Regions from separate parts of the Mus musculus genome. Here region 2 is linked to region 1. A link is a contact called in public promoter capture Hi-C data. All regions are on one chromosome and are shown on one strand. Each heading gives the region's core, a stretch centred on a gene start, on an enhancer-like site or on the middle of the called end of the contact. The rest is flanking DNA. Distances are from core to core; before and after follow the strand shown.

Region 1 (7,679 bases), core at 2,417-4,916:
CCTGCTGTGGGCCACACCCTATCTGGACAGCCCGGCAGAATGCTCACAGCCACTGAATGTGGGTAGGCCGGAGTGTCCACCACCACCAAAGGGGAATGGCTATGGCCTGTGTGTGGTAGAGAATCAGGGCAATAGGGCTTGGGTTAGTCCTGGACACTGTTCCAGCTAAGAAGTCATGGCATAGAGAAAATGACAGAGGTATGCTGCAGCCAGGGTGACAGGCCTGGGCTTCTCCTTCTTTGTGTGACAGAAAGGAAAAGTCACCTTGGGGAAATCCTGTGTAAACTGTGAAGTGCTGTCCCAAGGGTCTGTGCACAGGATGCTTATGAGCTCCTGGTGGGAGGGTGAGGGAGGGTGGGCGTGGGCAGTGTCCTCCTGTGAGGGAGCTTCCAGTCTCTATGGCCACCCCACAGCAAGGAGCAGCACCTTCAGCCTGCAGCCCCTGGCTTCATCCTGTACAGCCCTGGGGAGCTATCTTTCCTATGACTCTCTAGTAGGGCTGGACTGGCCCATGTCCCCTGGGCTCTGATGGGCCCCTCTATGGTGGGGGCACATGCCCCAGTTCTTACCCTGCATGGTGCTCTGGGCATCCTCACTGTGACTCACGGGACTTGTCATCTCCTGTTCCTTCTCATTGTGCATCTGGGCGTACACTGTCCTGCCTGGACGTTTCCTGCTGGCCAGAGGACAGTTCAGCTCTGAATGAGCTCATGGCCCCAAGTATAGACAGTGCCACACAAGACTGTTCCCCAGGGAGCCTACCACCCAGCATGCTCCCCATACCCATGTTCTGCTGCCCATAGAGCATTGGCTCTTTTTTTTTTAAGGTTTATTTATTTTATGTATAAGAATACAATGTAGCTGTCTTAAGACACACCAGAAGAGGGCATCAGATCCCATTACATATGGTTGTGAGCCACCATGTGGTTGCTGGGAATTGAACTCAGGACTTCTAGAAGAGCAGTTGGTGCTCCTAACCGTTGAGCCATCTCTCCAGATTAGCAACCTACTATTCTTTATCCAGGAGTGCTATAACTGCCGAAGCACTGTAATCTTTGTCTTCCAGTATCTGGCAACTAGGACAGTAACACACATACACGCACGCACGCATACATACATGCACTCACGCATACACATACACACACACATGCACGCACGCACACACAGTGGCGACCCAGACCTGAGGGCCACTTGTTGAACTCTGTCCACCCAGATTTCCTGAGACTTTGCTTTCTAGTCCAGGCCCCAGGGGAAGAAGAGAGAGAGAGTGACAGAGCACACTCTGCCCGATTAGGACTGGACACATAGCCACAGGCAAGGACCCTTGTACTGAGAATAGCCCCATAAACTCCAGCCAACCAGAAAGGTCTAGGCCCATTCAGAGACGAGAACTACAACCAGAAAGGTCATGGGCCCATTTAGATACAAGAAGACTGAAGCCTCGGGCATGGTGGCAGCCAGACCTTGTGGAGGCATGTCTTCCTCAGTCCCTTGAGGAGGAGAGAGTAACTAGCTTCACCTAGAGTGTGTATGGGTTATGTTCCCTTCAGGAAGGGACACTCAAGTGATGGACTTATGCTGGGAAGGGCGTGGCCCTACCTGTCATTACAGACAGTGTCAGGGAGACTTGAGATCATTGAGTGGCTTAGCATCTCAGTGCTATGGAGAGTGTCAGTTAGCGCACAGTCAGCCCTCAGCTTCCATGGTCTAGGCAGAACTTAAAGCCCAGACGGAAGAAAGGACAGATGAAGAGAGAGGAGGAACCAAGTGCTTTCCCTCTACCAACTGCTCAGAATTCCACTGTCCTGCTCTGCCTTTACCCCTGGGGTTGGCCTGGAGCTTGTAGGAAGGGGTATTTGTCCCCTGACTGTTTCTATGGCAACAGGCCCTTCCCCTCCAACCTCAAAGCCTTAGCTGGTTCACAAAGATAGCCTTGGGCTTGGGGATGTTGGACCAGCCTCACACTGGACATATCTGCCCCCCTCCCCCTCTTGGCAAATGACAGGCAGTGTTTTGTCATTTGGGCCACATGAAGCACACTGGGGGAAGGTTGTAGCACTACTACTGGGGAATCTGAAGAGTGGGGCTGACACATCACCCACAGGGACCAGCTCCATCTACCCCAGGCAAGCATGCTGCTGCCCTCTAAGTGACCACCCACAGTTCTGCAGGCCCTGCACAGGATGGGACCAAGTCCACAGGCGCACCCGCACTCACCTTGACATCCGCCCACACGGAAATCTGGAAGCCTCCCTCTGCTTGGTCATGGGGATCACACCCAGACCCAGGGCTTTGTCCTCCACTTGCCCCTCTACCCAGGGCTCATATGCCACCATCCTGAAGCCATGCAAGGCAGGAATACTGCCCAGCTGGCTTCCCCTGACCCCCACCGCAGTCTCCTCCTTTGCATGCCCTCTTGTTGACAATGACACTATGGCTCAGAGGGGGAAAGCCTTTATCTGAGGCAAGCCTCTGGCAGGTCAGCATCTGGACAGATCTCAGGTCTACTCAGTGCCAGCCACCTGAAGGGCTGCCTGCCCCTTAGCTAGGTCCTGGCCCTGCAGGATGAAGGATGCTGGGTACGTGGGGGCAGAGGTGTCTGAGGTCTTGTCACATTGCTCTACAGCAGAGTGTTCCAAGAGTGTTGTCTGCTGGAGGGTGAAAAATAATAGGCACAGGGCCTTGAATCAGGTGGGTTTCACAGGGAGGTGTGGGATGTGGGCTGACTTCCTCTCAGCAGCACCACCATGCTTATCAGCAACAGCCTTGCACTTGTGTCTGTAGAATGGACCTGTACCTTCCCATGGCTATTACTCCAGGCTGCCTCCCTGGAGACCACACAGAGGACTGTCAGTTCTCAGCCCCACTCTGCACACAGACATGGCAGATGAGGGACATAGCTGGCCTCCATTATCCCTGGAGCTATCCCATGTTCACTGTGAGACAGGTCACAGAGGAAAGAGGACACTGAAGCCCTGTATAGGAGACACAGGGTCTCCCAGCACCCCTTAGAGTCAGTCTCTGGTACCCTCAGGTAACTGAAGCCCCTGTGGCAGCCATAGCCAAGATGTGGGAAGCCAGGAGGCCCTACTGGCCTTGGACTTGAACTGTGCCTCCTTGGACCTGGCATCCTTATCTGGAGGGCACAGTATCCCCTCCACGGAGGGTGATTGAAGAAGATGCCCTGGGCCTGTGCAGGGGACCAGGCTGAGCAGAAGGGAGCCTGAGAGTTTCCTGCTCACAGTACAGGGGAGAACACACACCACCTTCCTCCATGGCCTGTGGAAGCCACCACCTCTGGGGCCATATGTCAAGGCTGCCAGGGGCCTTACCTTTTGAACTTGTAGAGGATGAATGCTCCTACTGCAAAGAGCCCAATGACAAAGAGGACCACCACGGCCCAGTAGCCACCACTGCCACCTGGCCTCTGAGGACCTACAGGAGAGGAACAAGAGGAGCAGCCATGGGCTGGTTGTCCCCAGCCTGGGTCTGATGAGCCTACCTCATGTTGTCCAGCAGGCCTTGCCATGTGGCTGAGTGTATAGCAGGTTATGAAGGATAACAACACGACACGAGGCCTTGGGCCTCCCTTTCTGACAGAGCCCTACTATAACCCACTTTGGCTGGGTTTCCTTCAGAGGGGACAGCCCCTTCCTTCTGCACTGGTTTTGAATGAATCAGCAGGTTCCTGATGGTTGTGGAAGCTGCTTCCACACAGATCAAGCCAGATGGTGAGGCCCAGAGCTGGCTGTGCAGGGGTGGGTGCATCTAGCCAGAGATGTCCCAGCCAGAAGGGTCACTGGCAGCTAGATAAAAGCCCATTCAAATCCTACAGTCACTTTTAGCATCCGCAGGCCTGGGCCCATGCCCACCCTGCTCCAGGGAGGAGCTAAGCCGGGTCTGTCACCTGTGTCTGTGTCCCTCAGCTCCACCAGGATACGAAGCCCTCCTCGAAGGATGAAGCTGATTCTATGAGAGTTCAGCGCCTGCTGCACGGCTGCCAGTCTCTGAAAGCAAAGGAGGCAGGAAAGCTCTGAGGCCTGGACCACTGGAGTCCCTCGGGGCTGGGAAGGGATGCTGGCTGATGCTCAGTGTCCTTATCAGGGAATGGCATGAAAGCCCACCAGCCAGGTTCACTAGGAGCCACTGATGGTGCCGGAAGCCCTGCCATCAGCAAGCTCTCATTCCAGCGCAGAACAGAGAGAAGAGTCTCAGTGTGTCAGCTGGAAGACCTGGAGTGCTCCACAAGTCCCCCACCCTGGTCAGTGAAGCTTCTAGGAAGTGGGAGCTCACAAAGATGAGACAGGGCAGGGCATCCTACCTATGAGGGGAGTTGGGGGTGGGGGTGGCAAGCACAATGCCCTCCTCAAAAGATTCCCCATAACATGGCCAGTAGGTGAGGCTCATGACACACATCAGAGCCCGTCACCATCTGTATCTTACCACCTATCAGTCACTGTCCAGGGCCCATTATGAGGCCCTCTGACACTCATTTCCATGTGGCTATGTCTCTGGGATTCCGACTTTAGCTACATCCACTGGGGCAGAGCCAGAAGCTATGCCAGGCACAGAATTCCAGCATTTGGAGGAGAGAAGGCTTTGCCTCCATCTGGACACTTGTTATGGGCTCACACTGAACATATTCCTACACACTAACACCAGGCAGTCAGCCTAGTGCCTAGCAAGCTACCATTGTCCCACAGGCTACTCAGCACTCAGCATCTGGGGACCTCTCTGACGACAGTTCCCAAGGTGCTCCTGGTCAAGGAGCCTCATGGAGGACGTGCTAGAATTCCTGTGCTGAATTCTGTTTTGCTTGTAGCCTGCAGCCAGAGTCTCCCACAGGGCTCACCCACATGTCCCAGTGCTCCTGGTACTGAAGCTGAGGTCACATGACAGCTCCAGACAATGATGCAAGAGAACAGAGACCATCCACACAATCCCAGTCTAGCCTTCTCCCCCTGGAAGCTGCCTAATCTCACTAACCTTGGATGCTGTTGAGTTTGGAGCTACAGGCAGATGGTGGTACCCCGGGTCAGACAGCATGATAGTAAGAACTAAACCTTTAAGTGATGCCCCACAGAAATGTGGTTGTCAGGAGTGACGTCCCCCCACCCTCCGGGTCCTCAGCCACACAATCCTGCTATGCCATGGTCATACCTTGTCACTTGTGAGGCTCCTCTTCCTTGTGGGCCTTGGCAGAGGCAGAAGCACATACAAGTCGGCTATGGTGGGCAGCCCTGGCTTTACCACAGTCACAAGCAGCTCCTCTGGGATGCTGGTCTCCTGTGGTGACAGGCAGGACACTTGGCTCCTCTTCTGCTCTTTCTCCTTTGCCATAGGCTAAGTTTCTAGCAAGATCTGCTCTCCTTTCATGGCCTAGGTATATCCTGGTCACCTGCCCTGATCCATACCCCTGACCCTCAGCCCATCATGGGTTCAGGCTGTGGCTCTAATGGTATTTCACCTGCCCAGACCTTTTCAAGCATGTCCCCATCCTGAGCCTGGAGCAGGCTAGTGTGCCCTGTTCTTGAGGTGACATGAGGCCCTGCTGACTCCTGCTGTCTGCCCCTGTTCCTCAGCCTAACCATATACCTGTGCAGCCCCTAGCTGGCCAGTTTTAGCTCCTCGGCAGCCCCCTGTCTTCTGGGAGTCCCACTCCACATATCATGAGCTAAACTCATCCCCATCCTTCAACACTCAGTACAGTGTCACCAGCACTATTCATGGGACGAAGGAAGTAAGGTCAGGGTGGATTCCTGCCTGTGGCAGTCTTAGGTGGAGCTAGAGAGCTTTAAGAGCCCTGGTTCACTGGTGGAGGAGAACTTGCAGTGTTGTTGCTGGGAATATTAACCCTTTGAGAAGTCCAGCTGCGAGTGGCCGATGCAGGACACCAATCCATCACTTCCCAGAAGCCCCCAGCCTTGCCCTACCCTCACTCAGCCCACACCAACCACACCACGGCTCAGGCTAGCACTGAAGCCCAAGCCCCAGGGCACCTTGGAGAGCAGTCGGGTGACCACCAGTCCCACATCTTCCCTCCATTCAGGAGTGTTGGGGTTAAAGGTGTCCAGCTCCCTGGAGAACCGCAGAGGCACCACCTGGAACTGATCTGGAAGAGGACAGAGTGGAGCCTGTGAGGTCTAGGTTGGGGCTGGGACCCTACTCAAGGGAACACACACCAGATGGTCCAGAGAGCCCCACCTCTATCTCCGAGGTCCCGGTTCTGTGTTTGGAAGATAAGAGCCCTCCTCTTGAATATCTCAGTGCCTGACATGTACTGATGATGACAGTGACTATCAACCTGTGAGGGGGCGTGGCATTGCGTGCACATGCCCATGAGATCTGTGCCTCAACTCACAGGTAGATGGCATATCTTTTGATGCCATCTACTTCCTCAAGGGCCCATGGATTTCAGTTCACTGGTCACTGCAGATCAAGAGTCCCATGAGATTAGAGGCCCTGTCTCATGTACATTTCATTTCCTAAGGAGCACAGCTCTGTTCTAGAGTCTAAGGAGCCCTTGCCCTGTACTGCTGGCCCCACTGGCTTCCTTCTCCTTTCTCTCTTACAGGGTGGGAAACAGCTCTGCCAGGCAGAGGGCTCAGGGGACAGTGTTTTGTGAACTGTGACCCAGCATCCTATGGTGTGGGAAATTCCAGGTCCACGTAGAGGAAGAATCAGCCCAGAGCAGCCTCATCCCTCAGCCTGCAGGGCCTTAATGTGAATAATGGCTGCAGTCCACGGCAGAGGACATTCCTAAGACAAATGAGTTTCAAGTGTGCTGAAGGAGTAATGTGCACTGGAGGACCCCTCCTCCTCTAGACAAATTATTTTTCTGAGGGGCTCACAGCTCCAGGGACCCCAAATAAGCAATCTCCATCCCCAGGTCCTTTTCTAGACCATCCTCTGAGTGGTGGGTGCAAGTGGAGAGGCCCACGAAGGTCCCAACATGAAGTTCATCTGTTCTTGTTGTTAAATTGCTAAGCAACAGACTCACTAGACTCATGAGACACTTTACTTGGGGGGGAGGGGGAAACTGGAGTCAGAGCGCCTGGAACACTTCAATAAGGCCACATAGACAGTCACAGGACCTGAATCCACCCAGACTCTGCAACCTAGGGACCCCCCAAGGAATGAACAGGCCCTCTGCAGCCATGTGCCATCCACGCTGGCCTGTGCAGGGAGTCGGGACAGCTCACCGAGCACACGGACGAGCCTGGAGTCCTGAAGCACTGAGTTCCCGCAGGCAGCTTGCACTGTCACACGCACATCCCCAGCGTCCGTAAACTTTGTTGTCACCGAGTTGTCCAAGGAAAGCAGAGGCTGTTGGCACAAGCAGGGTCAGGCCTCTCCGGCAAGATGGAGGGCCACGGGGACACTGGGACTGTGGTAGTCCTGGCTCTCACCAACAAGTGGGTAGCTGAAGGGCTTCTGCTCTGGCAGTGTCTGGGAGGTGTCCGGAGAGGAACTAGAACACCCTAGCACTAAGCTGGACTGGAATGTGCCCTGCCTTCATAGCATGGCGCATCCTTCTAGACTCTAGAATCTAGAGGCTTCCTGTGGCCTCCTATAGAGCCTTTTGGTTGTCTGCTAGGTAGCCACAGGTTAGGCTTTGAGTCCCATACCAATTTCCATTCACTGTCTCACCCACAGTCCTGCCCCAGCTGAAGGCCAGG
Region 2 (7,679 bases), core at 2,824-5,323, 180 kb after region 1:
CAGCTGTGAAGGCCGTGCAGACAGCTGTGGAGGGAAGAGCAGAGTGGTATGTCTGAATGCATGTTCATAGCACTGGAAATGAGTTTAAAAAATGAGGAAAGCTGAGTAACTGGAAAGGGACACAAGCAAGGGCTGTGTGTCCTGAGTAGGGTGTGATTTAAAGAAGCATGCGTGTTGGCTGACACTCACTGACCTACCCACTTAAGATGTGTGTGCTTAGCTGTGTATAAATTCCTCTTCAGAAGAATAAAACCCACTGTCAATAGATACAGAATTATAGTTAGTAGATTTTGCTTTTCACTGTGGAGTGGGCTAGCACTTCTGAAACTAATTTTTAAAATGCATTTGGATTCAGAAATGAGAATGAATAGATACATTAAAGATAATAAGAGCTAGGCTTCTTACTGTTAGGCAAGGGAGCTCCAAACGCTAAAAAGAGGACAGCTGGGTTGCACTCCGCTGCACAGGAGAGTGCATATGAACAAATGGGCGCACAAAAATGAGAGCACGTGCAGGTAGATGGGTGGGTGGATGGATGGATGGATGGATGGATGGATGGATGGATGGGTGGATGGATGGGTAGATGGGTGGATGGATGGGTGGATGGGTGGATGGTGGGTGGGTGGATGGATGGATGGGAAGGAGGGTGGGTAGGTGAGTAGACACATGAGTGTTTGAGTGTGTGGATGGGTTAATACATGGGTAGCTGGGTCAGTGGATGGATGAATAGATAGATGGATAGATGGATGAATGGATATATCACATGCATTTATGTGCACACAGGTAAACACTACTTTATGGACATATGGTTCCACAAGCACACATCTTTCCCTACACCTTCATCCATTTTCCTTACCAATAAGAAGTAAAATGTCCTTGTTTTGTGTCAATGAAGGTCTGGAAAGGACAGTGGCATAGCAGACTCACCTGGCTTCCAGATATGGCTTCTAAATATTTTCCTTGGAAGGAAAGCTGAATTTAGGGCTGGCTGAGGAATGATCAGCCTGGAGTGGTGTCATGCCTGGATACAAGAGGCTCAAGGAAGGATGGGGACAAGGAGGAGACATGGAAAAGCTCCATATGCTCCACAGGTCAAAATTGGAGCCATTCAGGCATCAAAGCAACCAGAAATGCCAATGAATTGATGCCTACAAACAATAGTTCAAAGTCACAATAAATCAGATTTAAGAACAGTAGATATAAAATCAAAAGCCACGAGTCTTTCTTTGAAGGAAAGAAAGGATAGGGAAAGCAGAAGGGGACTAGAAAAGAGGAGAAAGCTTTTCCTGTGCAGAAAAACATTAACCAGTTTCAAGTGTCTCTGGGTCCGATTCCCTGAGAGGACCCAGGGCAGTGCAGAAGGAGGAGGCCATTAAAGACCAAGCTGGACCAGTTAAGAAGCATCATCGATGAGGAACTTGGGAAAGGTTACCAGCTTATGCCCCAATGTGACAGAAGAAAAGGCCAACAGGGCTACCGGCAGACGTGAGCAAGGCAATGTGGGCCTGGGAGATAAGGTGCTAGGACATAGCACCTCTGACACTGGGACAGCGTGGACAACAGTGCTGTGTGACAGCAGTGCTGTGTGACAACAGTGCTGTGTCAACACTGCAGCTCTAGGTTTTGATAAATACACTGTGGCCATGGGAGAGAATGTCCTCATTCTTAGGAACGGTACACGGAAGAAATGGGCAAAGGAACACAATGGCTTCGCCCACAGCCACCCACAGCAGTTGTGACACACTAAATGCAAATATTTACGCATATGGATAGACATATACATAGTAGACATATGATAGATGGGATAGATAGATGGATGGAAGGATGGGTGGATGGAAGGATGGATGGATGGACAGATGACAAGATGGACAAGTGGGTACAAGAACACACAGAAAATTGGATAGGCAGATAGATAGACAGACGGTGAATGGATGGATAACTGGATGGACATACATATACATAATTGGATGGATGGATGGAAAATTGGCAGGTGGCTGGATGAATATATGAATAAACAAGTAGATAAATGGGCAGATAGAAAATTGGATATATGGATGGATGGATAGATAGATGGTTGGATGGTCGGACAAGTGAATGGATAGACAGATAATTGGATGGATAGATTATGAGTGGACAGACAGGGATGTGTGTGTGTGTGTGTGTGTGTGTGTGTGTGTGTGTGTATCAGATGAACAGACAGATAACTGGGTAGATGAATAAATAGATGGACAGAAGGATGGATGGACAGGATAGATGAGTGGATAGGTAGACAGACAGATGGATGGGTAGGTGGATGGTTGGATGGATAACAAGAAAATAGGTATATCGAGAGTAAATAAATATTATCAGTATACCTGGGAAAGTAAGTCATTCTCTGAACTATTTCTGCCACTGTCTTCTAAGTTAAAAACTATATCAAAATACAACAGAGGCTCTAAGTCCTGAGTTCCTGAGCCTGCACTTACTAAACTCATTAGATGATTTGGGCTGATGTCCTTGACAGCCTGTGGGTAGTGCTTCCCACCAGCGAGCCTAAAATCCTGGGACTTTCAGCCATCCCTCAGCCATGACTCTGGGGAAAGGGCAAGCGCTCTAGATGAAATTCTTCAATGAGATTTGTCAATTCTTGGCTGTAGGCTCAAAGGTCCCATGTTCTGCCTATCTCTTCTTGCTGGCACCTTCCCCTAAGTTGAGTCCTAAGGGATATACTGGTATGGAGCCTTCCTGGGTTCTGTAAGACTTCCTAATAGCAACTGAGCTTAGAGAGGGCCATGGGAACCCTGATAGAGAGGTAGGTGGAGAGGTTTGAGCCAGTGCATAGTCTGAAGCCCTAACTGTGGGGTCTGGATGGACTCTGGGGAGTGGTCAAAACTGAGTCAAATGGAAGATCACACAAATGGCAGGCAAACGGAGTTGATTGTAGGGTTGAAAAAATGCCTGCGCCCCAAAAACAAAGTGAATAGTGAGTGGGTGTTCCATAAACAGCAACTGGGTAAGGTGCTGGGGTGAGTCAGCCCGGGCCTGCCCAGGCAGGTCTAGATAAAAGCACTTTGTTTTAGTTCCACCTCTGTACAGCTTGACAAGCTGGCCCTGGTGGCCCTGCAGCTAAGAGAACCCAACCTCTCTACTTCACCAAGCCTGCTTCCTCCACTGGCCCAAAGGAAGCAGAGACCTTAGCAGTCAGTCATCTAAAGGGCTCAGCGAACCTCATTCCATATTCTCTCTGTAGCCCGTCCTCTTGGGAGGGCAACAGGAGGCACCATCTGCATTCTTTGTGAAGCTGTTGCAAAGGCAGCTGGGATACCTTCCCACATAACTGGGAAGTGGATTCCTTAGGCACCCAGAACCCCAACGTCTGAGCCACAGATACCCATGTGTGGGACTCACACCACTAAGGCATGCAGGATTTTCATAGAGTTCCCAGGGTCCCTGATCTGCCCACTCCCGTGGAAGCTGGGAGCTGCCTGTCAATCAGAACAGGTGAGTCTGGCTTCAGGGTCCTCCACAGAATCAACAGGATGAGGCCGTGGCCAGCTGTGCATTTGCCTGATGCCAATGCTCTTGCTTAACGCTTATTTCCAAAACTACAGAAGCCAACAGATGACCTAACCGTGAAACAGAAAACCCCTTTGTATCTGTGAGCCTCAGCAAACATCATGCGCATCTGCTAGGGACCAGCCCACACATGGCCTCCCATAGAAGTCTCCAGAATAAGGCTCTGCATGCCAGCAGCCTTCACCCAGGCATTGTGGGATCAGTAGTCCAGTCAGTCCCTGGACAGTGGGGCCTTAGGACCAGAGCCTGTGGCGGGCATGTGGCCATGAGGCCCAGTTAGAAATAAGCCACTCTAGGAATTTGGTTCTTCTGGGCCTGGTGTGACACAGAATAGAAGCTTCATTCCCAAAGAAGCTAGACTTTGAAAATAGGGATTATTCAGGGAGAGAGAGGGAGGTAGAATGGCCAAGAGGCAGAAGCCAGAGAGGACGGGCCAGCACCCAGGCAGGTGGGGCTCTGACTCAGGTTGGGGAGGAGCAGCGGGCAGGTACCTTGCTGAGCAGGCTAGACAGGAGAGCTAGTTTTATAGCGAGAGCCAAGCAGAGGGAGCAGCCAGTGGAACCATGGGCACTATGCTGTGCGCTCTGATTCTCTGGTCTGGCCTCCTGGGGGCTGCCAGGGCCAGCCCCATCTCAGTTCCCCGTGAGTGTGCCAAGGGTTCGGAGGTATGGTGTCAGGACCTGCAGGCAGCTGCAAAGTGTCGGGCCGTGAGGCACTGCCAGAGTGCTGTCTGGAACAAGCCCACAGTCAAGTCCCTGCCCTGCAGTGTGTGCCAGGATGTGGCCGCGGCTGCTGGCAATGGGGTGAACCCAGGTGCTACAGAGTCGGATATTTTGACATCAGTAATGAAGACCTGTGAGTGGCTTCCAAGCCAGGAGTCTTCAGCTAAGTGCAAGTGGATGGTGAACAACCACAGCGCAGCTGTCCTGAGCATGCTCAGTGGCGCTCAGGAGACTGACCTGGCTTCTGTGTGCACTGCGCTCACCCTCTGTGAACCATTACAGAGGCACCTAGCTGAGACTACCTCGGAGAGACCGCTGACCCAGGAGGATGCAAATGAGGTGATGGCCCCATTCTTATCCAACGGGGCGTTGAGCTTCCACCCATCACAGATGCCTGAAGGTGCTGTGTGTCATGATTGTGTCCAGCTGATCTCCTTGCTCCAGGATGCTCTAGAGTCTAATTTGACCTTGGCAGAGGTAACTGTCCAGAATCAGTGTCAGTCCATGGGGCCTGGCCTGGCTGCCCTCTGCGAGAACTACATCCACCGGCAGTTTGTCCCTGCTAAGCAAACATTGCAGGGTCTCCCCCCACAGGAGGTCTGCAGGAAGGGGGGCTTCTGTGAGAGAGAGTCTGCCCACTGGCTGACTCGAGTGGCCGCTGTGGATGGAGTCCCCTCTCTGGAGATGGAGATGCCGAGGACGAATGAGTTGCAGATGCAGTTGGGCCTGACGTGCGACGTGTGCTTGAACTTGGTCCAGGAGCTGGACAAGTGGCTTGTGACCAACAGCACAGAAGCTCTCATCAGCCACACACTGGAGCGAGTGTGCACCGTAGTGCCCGAGCCTCTAGTCCAACAGTGCATCACCCTGGTAGACACCTACAGCCCTGAATTGGTGCAGCTCATGTCCAAAGTCACCCCAGAGAAAGTATGTGAGACCATCAAGCTGTGTGGCAGCAAAAGGCGGGCCAGGTCCATCTCCAGGGCTGTGGCAACCACACCATCCCTGCCGGTGGATGAGGAAAACCAGGGCAGCTTCTGCCAAGGGTGCAAAAGGCTGCTGGGCATGTCTTCCCAGAATCTGGACCACAAGAGCACCAAGCGGGACATTCTGAATGCCTTCAAAGGTGGCTGCCGGATCCTGCCGTTGCCTTATGTGATGCAGTGCAACCGTTTTGTGGCCGAGTATGAACCTGTGCTCATAGAGAGCCTCAAGTTCATGATGAACCCCACGGACCTATGCAAGAAGATGGGGGCCTGCCACGGCCCTAAGACTCCACTTCTAGGCACAGATCAGTGCGTCATGGGCCCCAGCTTCTGGTGCAAGAGCCCAGAGGCCGCTGAAATGTGTAATGCCCTGGAACACTGCCAGCGCCTCGTGTGGAAAAAGCCCGTCTCCAAAATCAACGAGCAGCCATGACCGTGGCCACCAGAACCCAAAGTCTGCCCACCCGTAGGCTTCTGCCTCCCAAGGGGACCCTATGAAGTGGGTGTCACCCCCATGTCATAGATAAAAAACTGAGGCTCTGTGCAGGTAGGGCAGAGTGGAGCTGACCTTCAAAACCATGATTCCCTAAAGTTGGGCAGTGTCGTCTTTCTGTCTCTGTCCTATCTGCCCCCTCTACTCCTGCTACAAATGGGGAGTCTTCTTCCCCCCTTGCCCCAGTAAGCCACCCTCTCCTGTCATGCTGTGATGCTGATGGCCTGGAGAAACCCGTCAGCGGCCTCCCTTACAGGGTGAGAGCAAGTAGGTAAGGGTAGGTAGGTGGAGGGGACTGTCACTAGTCAGTATAATGGCTCTGGGGTGGAAATTGGGTATTCTCAGGCTAGGATCTCTCCAGCTGGCTCCCAGTGGTGCAGCTGGGACATGAGTGACTCTGGACTTTTCTGAGGAAGGGTCCTGAGTCATTGGCTACCACCCAAAAGGGACACTTGGACTTTATATGACTCTTGCCCATATCCTGTCCCACCAAGAGGAGTTTGTCTACTCACCCAGACTTGAGCCGCCCTGGTGCTAAGCAATCTGGGGTGTACTTAAAATCAAAAAGAAAAAAAAAACCCTGCTGGGTGAGTCCTGGGGAAAGCCCTGAGGGGTGTGGAATGGCAGTAGCAAGAGGTCCACCCTAGTCGTCTGCTGAGCCTCAGTTTTCTAATCTGTAGACTGGGAGGATCGTGCCTGCCTCATAGGGATGTTAAGACAGTTTTAAGAGATGTCCTCAAGTTCTTTCACTTAGAGACTAGCACCCAGTGACCTACCAGGACCAGCAAAACCTATCTTGGGGATCGATAGGGTCTCTGGGGAGCCTGATCAAACAAGTTTATATAAACTAGATGCTTTCTCCAAACGACGTTTGCTGTTGTTATTCTAACAGAAGAGCATGGTCCCTGGGGCTTCACAATCCCTTCCTCGCAGCCTCCCATGGGTGCTCCTCCAGTGGGAAGGCTTGCCTATCTCAGGTGCCCACTGCTTGCTTTTCATTCACAGTCTTCAGTGCCTAATGAGCCCCTCACAGCCCCTGGATGGATGTCTTTGCATAGGCCTCAAGTCCAACACAAGACCTGCTCACAGTAGATGTTCAAACATCTGAGGCATGTGCGCGTGAGGTCCTGTCAGAGCTCGCCATTGCCTAGATGGGGATGAGACTTGCTTGGCTTGGCTGAGGTCACCAGTCACCATCTGAGGCCCACTCATCTCCCCAGGAACCTTGAGTAGACCCTCCTCTGTTCTGACAGTGAGCCAGAGGGACACTTGATCACAGTTGTAAGTGATATGCCACGGCTCTCTTGACCTGACATTTCCAAAGAGACATCACCAGCTACATAAGGCTGGTCTGCTGGAGACCAGGAGGTGGTGAGTGCCATGTCCGCCTTGTTTCTGAGCCCATTTCACTGCCTCTGACCCAGATCTACAGTGAGGGACGGGCAGAGTGAGGCCTCTCCTCATTCCATCCCTCTCCTCCCCTCAGCTCAGGGCCTGGAGACAGCTGTTGCCTCAGACCACTGATCAAATGCATTGCACATACACCTGGCCCTCAGGAGCCTGCCACAGAGCACACCTGACAAGAACCCCGCAGGCCCACTGCACACTGTTGGCGAGACACAGGTTTCCTACACTCAGTCTCCAACTGATCCACACTCTTGATCACCCTGCACCTTGTGGCTGATGAGAGAGGGACAGGAGGAGGGGTGTGCACGAGGGGTGACAGCAGCAACTTCCACGGGACCCACCAGTTCACCTAGTGGCCAGGGATGGCAGCTCAGCAGGGGGACAAGGACCAATCAGACAGCTTTGTATGCTGCTTGCTTCCAAAGGGAAGAGCTGCCATCCTCACCAGACACGCCAGTGGGTCAGATTCTGCTCGTGAGGGTGAGATGCAGGATATGAAGCGACTAGAGGTGGGGA

The links. Promoter capture Hi-C pulls out the DNA fragments that hold promoters and counts their contacts.
Region 2: a promoter capture Hi-C map of hippocampal neurons shows a contact between it and region 1, with 3 times the contacts expected there. The contact joins the promoter of Psapl1 here to the enhancer-like site in region 1. A contact is called at or near these places in 14 of 39 promoter capture datasets (the 3T3-L1 cell line, the C10 cell line, the HPC-7 cell line and 8 more), 2 of 15 datasets of contacts at CTCF or cohesin (CD8 T cells and large pre-B cells), 20 of 484 Hi-C or Micro-C datasets (the Ba/F3 cell line, CD4 T cells, cerebellar granule neurons and 11 more) and 2 of 9 other capture datasets (adipose tissue and embryonic stem cells).

Annotation. Positions count from the first base shown.
Region 1 is chr5:36,020,660-36,028,338 of GRCm38.p6, forward strand. Sorcs2 (sortilin-related VPS10 domain containing receptor 2) reads right to left here. Exons shown (of 27, transcript NM_030889.2): 21 at 7,203-7,326; 22 at 6,000-6,112; 23 at 5,161-5,286; 24 at 3,908-4,007; 25 at 3,333-3,435; 26 at 570-673. Among named protein-coding and RNA genes, the nearest start is that of Gm52811, 60 kb to the right of the region's middle. Within about 2 kb of position 3,667, at least 9 of the 459 cell types and tissues checked have an H3K27ac peak or open chromatin away from gene starts, as enhancers often do. A contact at or near this core is called in hippocampal neurons, where this site is marked.
Region 2 is chr5:36,199,948-36,207,626 of GRCm38.p6, forward strand. It overlaps Psapl1 (prosaposin-like 1), which reads left to right and starts at 4,074. Exons shown (of 1, transcript NM_175249.3): 1 at 4,074-6,621. The coding sequence starts at 4,119. The coding sequence ends at 5,696. The region is part of intron 2 of Sorcs2 (sortilin-related VPS10 domain containing receptor 2); the gene reads right to left.